Linked DNA regions of Hordeum vulgare: region 2 is linked to region 1. The links are chromatin contacts, called in public Hi-C maps. All regions are on one chromosome and are shown on one strand. Each heading gives the region's core, a stretch centred on a gene start, on an enhancer-like site or on the middle of the called end of the contact. The rest is flanking DNA. Distances are from core to core; before and after follow the strand shown. Region 1 has its middle 170 kb from the start of LOC123448149. Region 2 holds the start of LOC123448149 (fatty acid desaturase DES3-like).

Region 1 (4,696 bases), core at 1,559-4,058:
CTGCCCATTATTCCTTATTATCAAAGAATTCCTATGCTCATTCTCTTTGAATATGCAAGGTACATCAATAAGAGGAAAATATCTGGAAACTCAAATTCTGGACCGAGAAACTGAGAAAAAGGCAGAAAAATCAACTTACTCCAAATGACCTAAAATTTGCGAAGATTTTTTCTAGAATATTCGAGAATTTCTAGGCCAAAAATATAACGAAGAAGGGCCACGAGCTGGGCACAAGCCAAAGGGCGCCCCCTAGCCGCACCCTGGTGGCTTATGGGCCCCATGTGGCCCTCTGGCGACCATCTTCTACTATATGGTGTGTTTTACCCTAGAAAAAAAATCATAAGTCATCTTTCAGGACAAAGCGCTGCCGTCTCGAGGCCGTAACCTGGACAGAGGACCTTTTGCTCTCCGACAAAGAGATTCTGCCGGGGGAATTCCCCTCATGAAGAGGGAAATCGAAGCCATCGTCATCACCAATGCTTCCTCCTTCGTGGGAGGACCAATCTTCATCAACATCATTACCAAAACCATCTCATATCCAACCCTAGTTCATCATGCGTATTCAATCTTTGTCTCAAAACCTTAGTTTGGTACCTGTGGGTTACTAGTTGTGTTGATTACATCTTGTAGTTGATGCTTGTTGGATTACTTGGTGGAAGACATTATGTTCAGATCCTTAACTATTATTATTACACCTCTGATCTTGAACATGTTGATGATGTGTGAGTAGTAATTATTGTTCCCAAGGACATGGGATAAGTCTTGTTATAAGTAATCATATAAAGTTGGTATCTGTTCGATATTTTGATGATATGGATGTTGTTACTTCTCTTACTGATGTCATGTGAACATTGACTACATGACACTTCACCATGCTATGGGCCTAAGGGGGTCATTGTGTAGTAACAAATAGATGATGGGTTGCCAGAGTGACAGAAGATTAAACCCGAATTCATGTGTTGCTCCATAAGGGCCTGATTTGGATCCGCATGTTTCATATTATGGTTAGATTTATCTTAATTCTTCTTTCATAGTTGTGGATGCTTGTGGGAGGGGGTAATCGTAAGTAGGTTGTTAGTTCAAGTAAGAACAACACCTTAGCACCGGTCCACCCATATATCAAATCATCAAAGAAGTGAGCGCGTATTAACTTAATATGATAAACATGACTAGACAGAAATTCCCATATGTCTTCGGGAGCACTTGCTTTATATAGGACAACTTTTAGGCTATCCTTTGCTATAAAAAGGATTGGCTACCTTTCTTCACCTTTGCTACTATTGTTACTTGTCACTTGTTACCAATTATCTTGCTACAAAACTATCAGTCAATGTTACTTACAACACTTGAAGAGAATTCCTTGCTGAAAATTGCTTATCATTTCCTTATGATCCTCATTGGGTTCGACACTCTTACTTATCGAAAGGACTACGATTGATCCCCTATACTTGTGGGTCATCAATGATCAAAGTGAACTTGCGTGGTAAGTTGAGGAAGATAATATCGCTCTAAAAAATAACTTGGTAGAACTATTCGTCACTCTCCGATGAAAAAATCTATATAATCAAACATTGGACTCACATAAGCAATCATACTAGCAATCATTATAACAATGAAGAAGCAAAAAAAGTACCAAACACAGTAGTGAGGAGATGAAGGAAATACTTAAAACAAAGTTAAAACCATGAAATTCTGTCAAAGCAACCAACAATAGTTTTCCTACAAATAACCTATTATCAACAACAACAAGGCTTAAAAAACAAATACATAAGATAAAATATTTCACTAAATATTTTTCTGGCCAAAAGAATTACTTTTGAAAAACACAAATAAAGAAACTATGAAAACTAACACACAAAACAATACAAGTGTTTGTCCTAGAAAACATAACAGCAAAGAAAACACTAAGAATAATAAAATAACATAAATCAAAAATATAAAACAACTAAATTAATAGAAAGTATATCTCATAAAACATAGTGAGCAAAAAGAACCAATTGAAAAACATTTACCAAACTCTACTTATGACCTATACAAGGTTATCTTCGAATTAAACCAAAAAAAATTTCAACATTAATACATATTATTTGTGCTCTAAATTAAAATTAATTGAAAATAAAACTTATAAAACAATTTATAGAAAGCGCTTTCCAAAAGAATTTAGTTAGCATTGAAATCAATTTCAAGTAATTTATTGAATTTGAATTGATTCCATGCAAATCAATCTTAGAATAACACAAATTAAAATAAAATAATTTTATAGAGGAGCTACTGCTTACTAAAAAAACTTAAAATTATTTGTCACAAGTGACAAAATGAATTTAATTAAAACTATTTAAAACAAATAAATTAAAGGCTGAAAACAAACATAACTAAATAGTACCGTTTTTTGTTGTAAAGCCCAAATTTCAAATATTCTAAAATTTCCCAAATTATACCTAGTGATAAACGAAGTCACAAGTAACGAGTAGCAAAAAGAATAAACTCAAAACCTATTTTTAAACTCAAGTTATCCACAAAACAAGGTTTGAAGCCCAAATTTAAACTATTCGAACATAACCAAACTTTATATCTACACAAACTACGGAATTTTCTAAAACCCATGCAAAAAGACTCACTCAAAAACAAATAAAACCTAAAAGATAAAGCAATTCGAAAACAGAATCAATTATGGTAAAGAAGTTTAAACACAGAAAGGAAAAATCCCAGTGAACGGACAGGGGGCCATGTGGCCCGGTTTGGTTGGCCGGGGGGGTTTGCGGTTTCGAGCTATACGGACAGACTGCCGCAAAATAAAATAAGACGATTTGGCTAAATTTAAACGAGAAAAAACCGTCCGGTTCATTACAAATAAGCTGAAGCGGTACGCCGCTTCTAATCTATGCCGTTTAAAACTGATCGGACGGAGGGAGTCGAGCTCCGTTGATGGTGACCGTAATGATGCGGCTTGGGTGGCGATGCAGGCGATGGCTCCAGGGGTTCTCTGACGACGGCGAGGTTCTCAAGCGTTGCAGATCTTCATGCTGCGTTCGCGGGTGGTCGAGGTCGAGGTCGAGCTTGGGGACTACGTGGGTGACGATGGCGGGCTTCAGGGCGGAGGTGGCGCTCGGGTGGTTGTCAGGGAGGGAGCTCCGGTGGCTGAGGGTGGAGGACTCGTGGGTGGCTTCGGGCGGTGGGGAGGTGGTTGTGGTGGTGCGGTTGGACGACAATGACGCGGCGGCGGAGCTCTTCTCCGGCATGGAATCCTGGCGGCGAGAGGGCACGGAGAGGGGGCTTTCGGGGTGGAAAGGGTCGAGGGGAGGGCGGTATTTACATGGGATGTGTCGTTGGGTAGGGGGAAGCACCAGAATGACATGAATAGGCGAGGCAGATTCACTGCAGCAACAGATCTCCGACGAAGGAAGAAATCAAGGAAGAGAGGAAGGTGGAGATCCATCGGTCGGTGGGTCCTGCAAATCAGTTGGAGCGAGAGGTCATAGCGTGCGTCGGTGGTGTATCCGAAAAGATTCGGATCCGGTTGGGGTGGATTTGGACTCGATTCGATTGATGGGTCGTGCGGGACTTTCCTATCTAACGCATTATTTCCTAGTAAAAAAAATTCTATTTTATTTAAAAACAAAAAATAAAACTAAATAAAAATTATATAACGTTTATATAGACATATTATATACTAAAATGAACATAAAAGGATTTCGAACAACATGAACATATTTTTAAGGTCAAATAAAATTCTCACAAAATTAGATAATTCAAATAGTGCTAGTGTTCCAAATAAAATGCAATAAAAATATTTTAAAATACCGAAATGATTTCAAATTCATTTTCTCTAGTTTTCTATTGTAGTTAATCATTTTATCTTACTTTCCATATATTCTATTTTCGGAGAAAACTAAAGTTCAAAACAACTCTAAAATGACTTTAAATTTAAATTTTCATACCTTTTCCAAACTCTTTTCTATTTTTTGTCAAATATATTTCAACCCCCTCTGAAATTTGAAGTGTCATTTTCCTCTTCTCATTATGAATAACTTCGTGGGGTTTTGAAATTGGAAATTCAAATAAAACTTTGAAAGGGGCTTTCAAATTGATTTCATTGAAACTTTCAACTCTCTTTCTTTTGATTTGAAGAAGTCATAGTATCTCCTCTCTCGAAACTCCTTGAGTTGCATAAAGTTTACGAATTTTATATGTTTCAAATGGAATTCCAATCTTTTCAAATCCCTTTTTTCATTTATATAAATGGAAGAGGTAATTTCATCTTCTATCTAGGGTTTTGTGTTGGAATGAATTTGAAATCAGAAGCAAAGGGGAAAGTCATTTTATTCCCTATCATTCAAAGGTTTCCAACAGTTTCAAATTTCACTCAAATTCAATCAATAAATCAAAATATCAATGATTCAATTATTTAATATAACATTCCAAAGTTTGGGTTGTTACACATTCGCCGGGCCTAACTTCGATGTTGCGTAAAATGTTAATATCGCGATCCTGAGTCCCCCCCTCGACAACTCCCTTAGGGCTCTGGCTCGAAGAACCCTTCCTTGAAGAACTACTCTTGCAGAAGTTCATTTTCCTACACACAAATTTCTGAAAGTTTTTGGACCATAAAATTATGTTTGTAAAACCTTGCAAGGTTGATAGTAACTACTCGTATGGACGCCTAGAGGACATATAAAGAGTTACCACTACTTGGAAC
Region 2 (4,696 bases), core at 707-3,206, 170 kb after region 1:
CGCCCGCGCCCACGACGATCGACCTCAACGCCACACCGACCGGAGGCGCGAGGAAACGAGCGAGGCAGACGCCAGCCGACCAGCTGTCGGGCGCGCACAACCTGTTCGATGGAATGTTGGCCGCCAACTACGACGACTACATGCAGAACATGATCTTCGAGGGTGATGCGCAGGCCGCTGGCTTCGATCCCGACGATACACAAAGAGAGGATGGTCGAGGCTACAATGAAGATCAGGCCGCCTTCATTCATGATCAGCTTGACATCGGCCTGGACCTGGACGGCTTCCCTCTCGATCATGAGTTCCTGGAGGACTACGGTCTAGAGGAAGAGGACGAGTGCGACATTGAGACAGAGCCTTTGTTTGAGGACGAGCTCGCCAGCCAAGCGGATGGGACGGCACTGAAGCGCAAGAGCAAGTGGACCAAGGCATACACGGCGGCCGAGGACAAGCTTCTTTGCGAGTGTTGGAGAGACATTGGGCAAGATCCCAAGACAGGCGCCGAACAAAAGCATTCAACCTTTTGGATTCGTGTTCACCGTGAGTTCCATAAGCGCAAGAAGTTTCCCTCATATCAAATAGCAAGTAAGCGGGTGGGTGTCCATTTCGGAGCGTTGGAGGGTGATCCAACAAGAGTGCAACAAGTTTTGTGCCACTCATGAGAGCGTCAAGGCCCGCCCCATGAGTGGCATTGGTGTGCAAGACATGGTATTCTAGCAAGCCACCCTCTATTTGTGTCATCAAGACATCAAGTACATGCTTTTCGTTGTTCATTTGCATATCATTTTTGTCAATATGCTTCCATAAAATACATTTGTAGGCATTTCAAGCGTTGGAGGCATTCAAGGTCCAACACAATGGCAAGTGCTTCAACCTCTCCCATTGCTTTAGGGTGATCAAAGACGAGGAGAAATTCAAGGGGCAATATGCCGGCCTCAAGTCGCGTGGTGGGAAGCAAGCCGTGGAGGAGGTTGGGGACGACGAGAAGGCTCGGCCGAGGGGGAAGACCAACTCCAAGAAGGAGGACAAGCGGGATGCGGCGTCGATCGTCTTGATCGCAACCTTGGAGGGCATGATCACCAAGAAGGACTCAAGGGAGGAGAAGCGCTGGCAAGAAAGAGAAGAGCAAATAAACGCCTTCTTGGAGATCCAAAGGAGGAGGCTTGACATGGAGGCGGAGAAGCAAGCACGGATGCTTGAGATGGAGGCGGGGAAGCAAGCCAAGATGCTAGAGATCGAGGCCGCCAATGCCAAGACCAAGGCCAAAGAAGTGGCTCTCGCGAGCATGATGACCGGGGTGGAGATCATGAAGGTGGATCTCAACATCGTGTCGCCAAGAAAGAGACCGCGGTTCGAGAAGATGCAGGCCAACATGCTCAAGTTCGATAATGAGTGATCTATGGCGGCGAGCGCCATATTTTTTGGATGCCGGCAGGTGTGCTGGCATGACCACGGGGCCGTGATGGCGTGGTCGAACTCAAGTGCCACCGTCTTTTTGTGCCGGCCGGCTGGCGAGTGCGCCAGCATGACTATGGTGCTATTTTTTTAGGCCGACATTGTATACCGGCGCTGGCATGATGCCGACGTGAAACATGGCCGCTGGCATAATCGGCCACGGGCCCTTTTTTAAATATGTTGATTACGGGCATGAAATTGGTCGGTGCGTTGGACGCACTGCCGACTCAAATCTAATACAGGACGGGCGCAGAGCGGACGGTCGACCTAAACGGATAAAAAAAATACAAATACACTGTCCGTTTGGATCAGACCGTTGGAGTTGCTCTTAGAAACGCAAATGTCATGATGGGAATGTGCCCTACGTAAGTTGATCGTCATTTTGTATCGTGTCGAAGTATGGAAACACGACGCAAGCATGGGCACGTAAAGGAAACTTGATGTTTCCGTACAGGAGGAGGACGTGCATGCACGTGCACCGGTCCATTCCATTATGTACTACAGTAGTAGTAGTACGTACTACTACGTAGACAAACGTAGTAGGAAGTGTACATCAATGGCAAATTGTGGCTTATAAATAGCACCCATCTGCATCGACCTCCGGCCACCACCACCCAACCCGCGGCCCCAAATCTCTCTCCCCGCTTTCCGGGAGACAGATCCAGCCATGGGCGCCGCGGCGAGGAGGGCGCCCGAGCAGGAGCAAAGCTGCAAGGCCACCGAGGACTTCGACGCCGCCAAGCCTCCGCCGTTCCGCATCGGCGACGTGCGTGCCGCCGTGCCCGCCCACTGCTGGCGCAAGAGCCCACTCCGGTCCCTCTCCTACGTCGCCCGCGACGTCGCCGTTGTGGCCGCGCTGGCCGTGGTCGCATGGTGGCTCAACAGCTGGGCCGTGTGGCCGCTCTACTGGGCAGCGCAGGGCACCATGTTCTGGGCGCTCTTCGTCCTCGGCCACGACTGGTACGCGCTTCTTCCTTCGCCCGGCCGCCGCAATCGATCCATCAATTAACCAGATCGTCGCCGTCCGAGGGCAATGCTGCATCTGTGTTCGATGCACACGTAGGAGTAGTATATTACTACTGTCTACTGGGACGCAGTAATAATTATTCCTCTTGTGATGCAGTGGTCACGGGAGCTTCTCGGACAGCTTGACGCTCAACAGCGTCGTCGGCCACCTGCTGCACACCTTCATCCTTGTCCCATACAACGGATGGTTAGCATCTTTCGATTTTTCTCCGCTTAACATAAATACAGACACTTTAGTATGTGTACCCAAACGCTGAACCGGCACAGATTGGGAGCACAAACGCTGCAAATTTGGAACAGAAGTGATACAGTTTGATACACATTCTGAAACTCTACGAAATGGGCTGCAATTTTCTATCATGGGTTTATTTAGGAAACAAAGAAATAATCATGAAAAGGAGCTAAAATTTGGAGCAAACCGATGCAATCAAGAAGCGAAACAGAGCTTCTCCCCCTATTATTATATATTATTATTAAAGAAAAGAAAATGTTCAGAGAAATACTCTATCTCTCGACAACTGTTTGAGTTGTTTAACACGAGTGCACAGTCTCCTACGTCGTCCACATTGAAAATTACACCCCACACGGAGACGAAAACGATGGACACAAGCCATGCGTCGTGCATGCCATGCAAGATTCTGAATTTTACTTTATTTCGCAAGGTTCTGCATTTTCTTGTGCAGCAATTTATTTATTTATATTCTTGAGGCATTTTCTTGTGCAGCAATTAATCAATTTATTATTTTTGCCGGGCAGCAATGATTTTCTTGTACTAGTAATTGCTGTAGTTAGCTTTGGCTGATTGACCATTTATGCTTGTTATGGCATAATTCAGGAGGATCAGCCACAGGACGCACCATCAGAACCATGGCCACATCGACAAGGACGAGTCATGGCACCCGGTTAGTAGTACCCTCATCGTACAAAACACTACCCGCTAACATTATTGCAATTCAGATTCAGAGCTGCTCAACCATTTGACAGATATTTGTAGGCTAGGGTATTGAATTATTCATAATATATATACATTCTACTACTCCCTCCGTTCTTAAATATAAGCCTAAATATAAGTCATTATATTTAAAAACGGAGGGAGTAGTAGGTACAGTAGTAAAAGGTTTGTGAGAGAGTTTGGCAGATTTGAGGTGAAGGGTGAAAAAGGACAAGCAAGCATTGCTTTCAGCTCAGCCTGAGATGCAGAGTGCACATGCAGTGGAGCAGGAAAGGGAGGGAATACTGGTACTAGTAGAGTATATACTTACTCTATGTGATTAGGCTGCCAAACTAAACCGCCCCTAAAGATCCATCCATCCAAGCAAAAGCTAGCTAGCGACATGTGGTCCGTCCTTTCCTAGACACTATTACCAGCCAAACACGAGCTGCAAGTAGATCTACTCATCATGTCTGTCGCGTGATCAGATCTGCATTCTGCTGCTGCCTGCTAAGTTGATCGCCGTATATCAGCAAAGATGCGCATCGAACCTTACCTTACCTTGGCTTTGGCTTTGCTTTGCTTAGTCACCCACCAGCCACCAAAATAGACCATTTCATAATGCAAAGGTCCCTTTCATGTCGATTGCCTGGCTGTCATTTTCGTAATAGACCAGCAGGCCTTGCCCTTTTCAGTCAAGCTTAGCTGCTTGTCGTGGCGATACATCAGTTTATTGCGATTTTAACCAAGATGGTTATCACTGACGTGGATGCAACTGAATTGAGCAGATTACCGAGAATGTGTACAAGGAGATGGAACCAAGCACCAAGAAGCTACGCTTCTCATTGCCATATCCACTCCTGGCTTTCCCTGTCTACCTTGTAAGAATCTTTTTCTCTGCATCCCCGAGTCTCAGCTCAAAACTGCACTGACTCCATCTTCCTTCTCCAATGGCTCAACACTTGCAGTGGTACAGAAGCCCGGGCAAGAACGGCTCGCATTTCAACCCAAGCAGCGATTTGTTCAGCCCCAAGGAGAGGCGTGACGTGATTGTCTCCACCACTTGCTGGTTCACGATGATCGCGCTGCTCATCGCCATGGCGTGTGTGTTCGGACCGGTGCCAGTGCTCAAGCTCTACGGGGTTCCATATGCTGTAAGCCACTGCTAACGGTTTTCTTAGTACTGCTTGCTTCCAAGCCACTAGGACTGGACAACTTACTGTTGTATCATCCGATGTGTATCATATAAAACAGGTGTTTGTGATGTGGCTCGATTTGGTAACG

The links. A called contact is a pair of places that touch in the nucleus more often than the background predicts.
Region 2: a contact with region 1 is called in a Hi-C map of leaf, with 3 times the contacts expected there. The contact joins the promoter of LOC123448149 here to the enhancer-like site in region 1. A contact is called at or near these places in 2 of 6 Hi-C or Micro-C datasets (leaf and seedling).

Annotation. Positions count from the first base shown.
Region 1 is chr4H:134,389,088-134,393,783 of MorexV3_pseudomolecules_assembly, forward strand. No RefSeq gene overlaps it. Among protein-coding and RNA genes, the nearest start is that of LOC123448149, 170 kb to the right of the region's middle. Within about 2 kb of position 2,809, at least 2 of the 3 cell types and tissues checked have open chromatin away from gene starts, as enhancers often do. A contact at or near this core is called in leaf, where this site is marked.
Region 2 is chr4H:134,555,580-134,560,275 of MorexV3_pseudomolecules_assembly, forward strand. It overlaps LOC123448149 (fatty acid desaturase DES3-like), which reads left to right and starts at 1,957. Exons shown (of 8, transcript XM_045124937.1): 1 at 1,957-2,415; 2 at 2,579-2,668; 3 at 3,317-3,383; 4 at 4,201-4,293; 5 at 4,381-4,566; 6 at 4,667-4,696. The coding sequence starts at 2,123.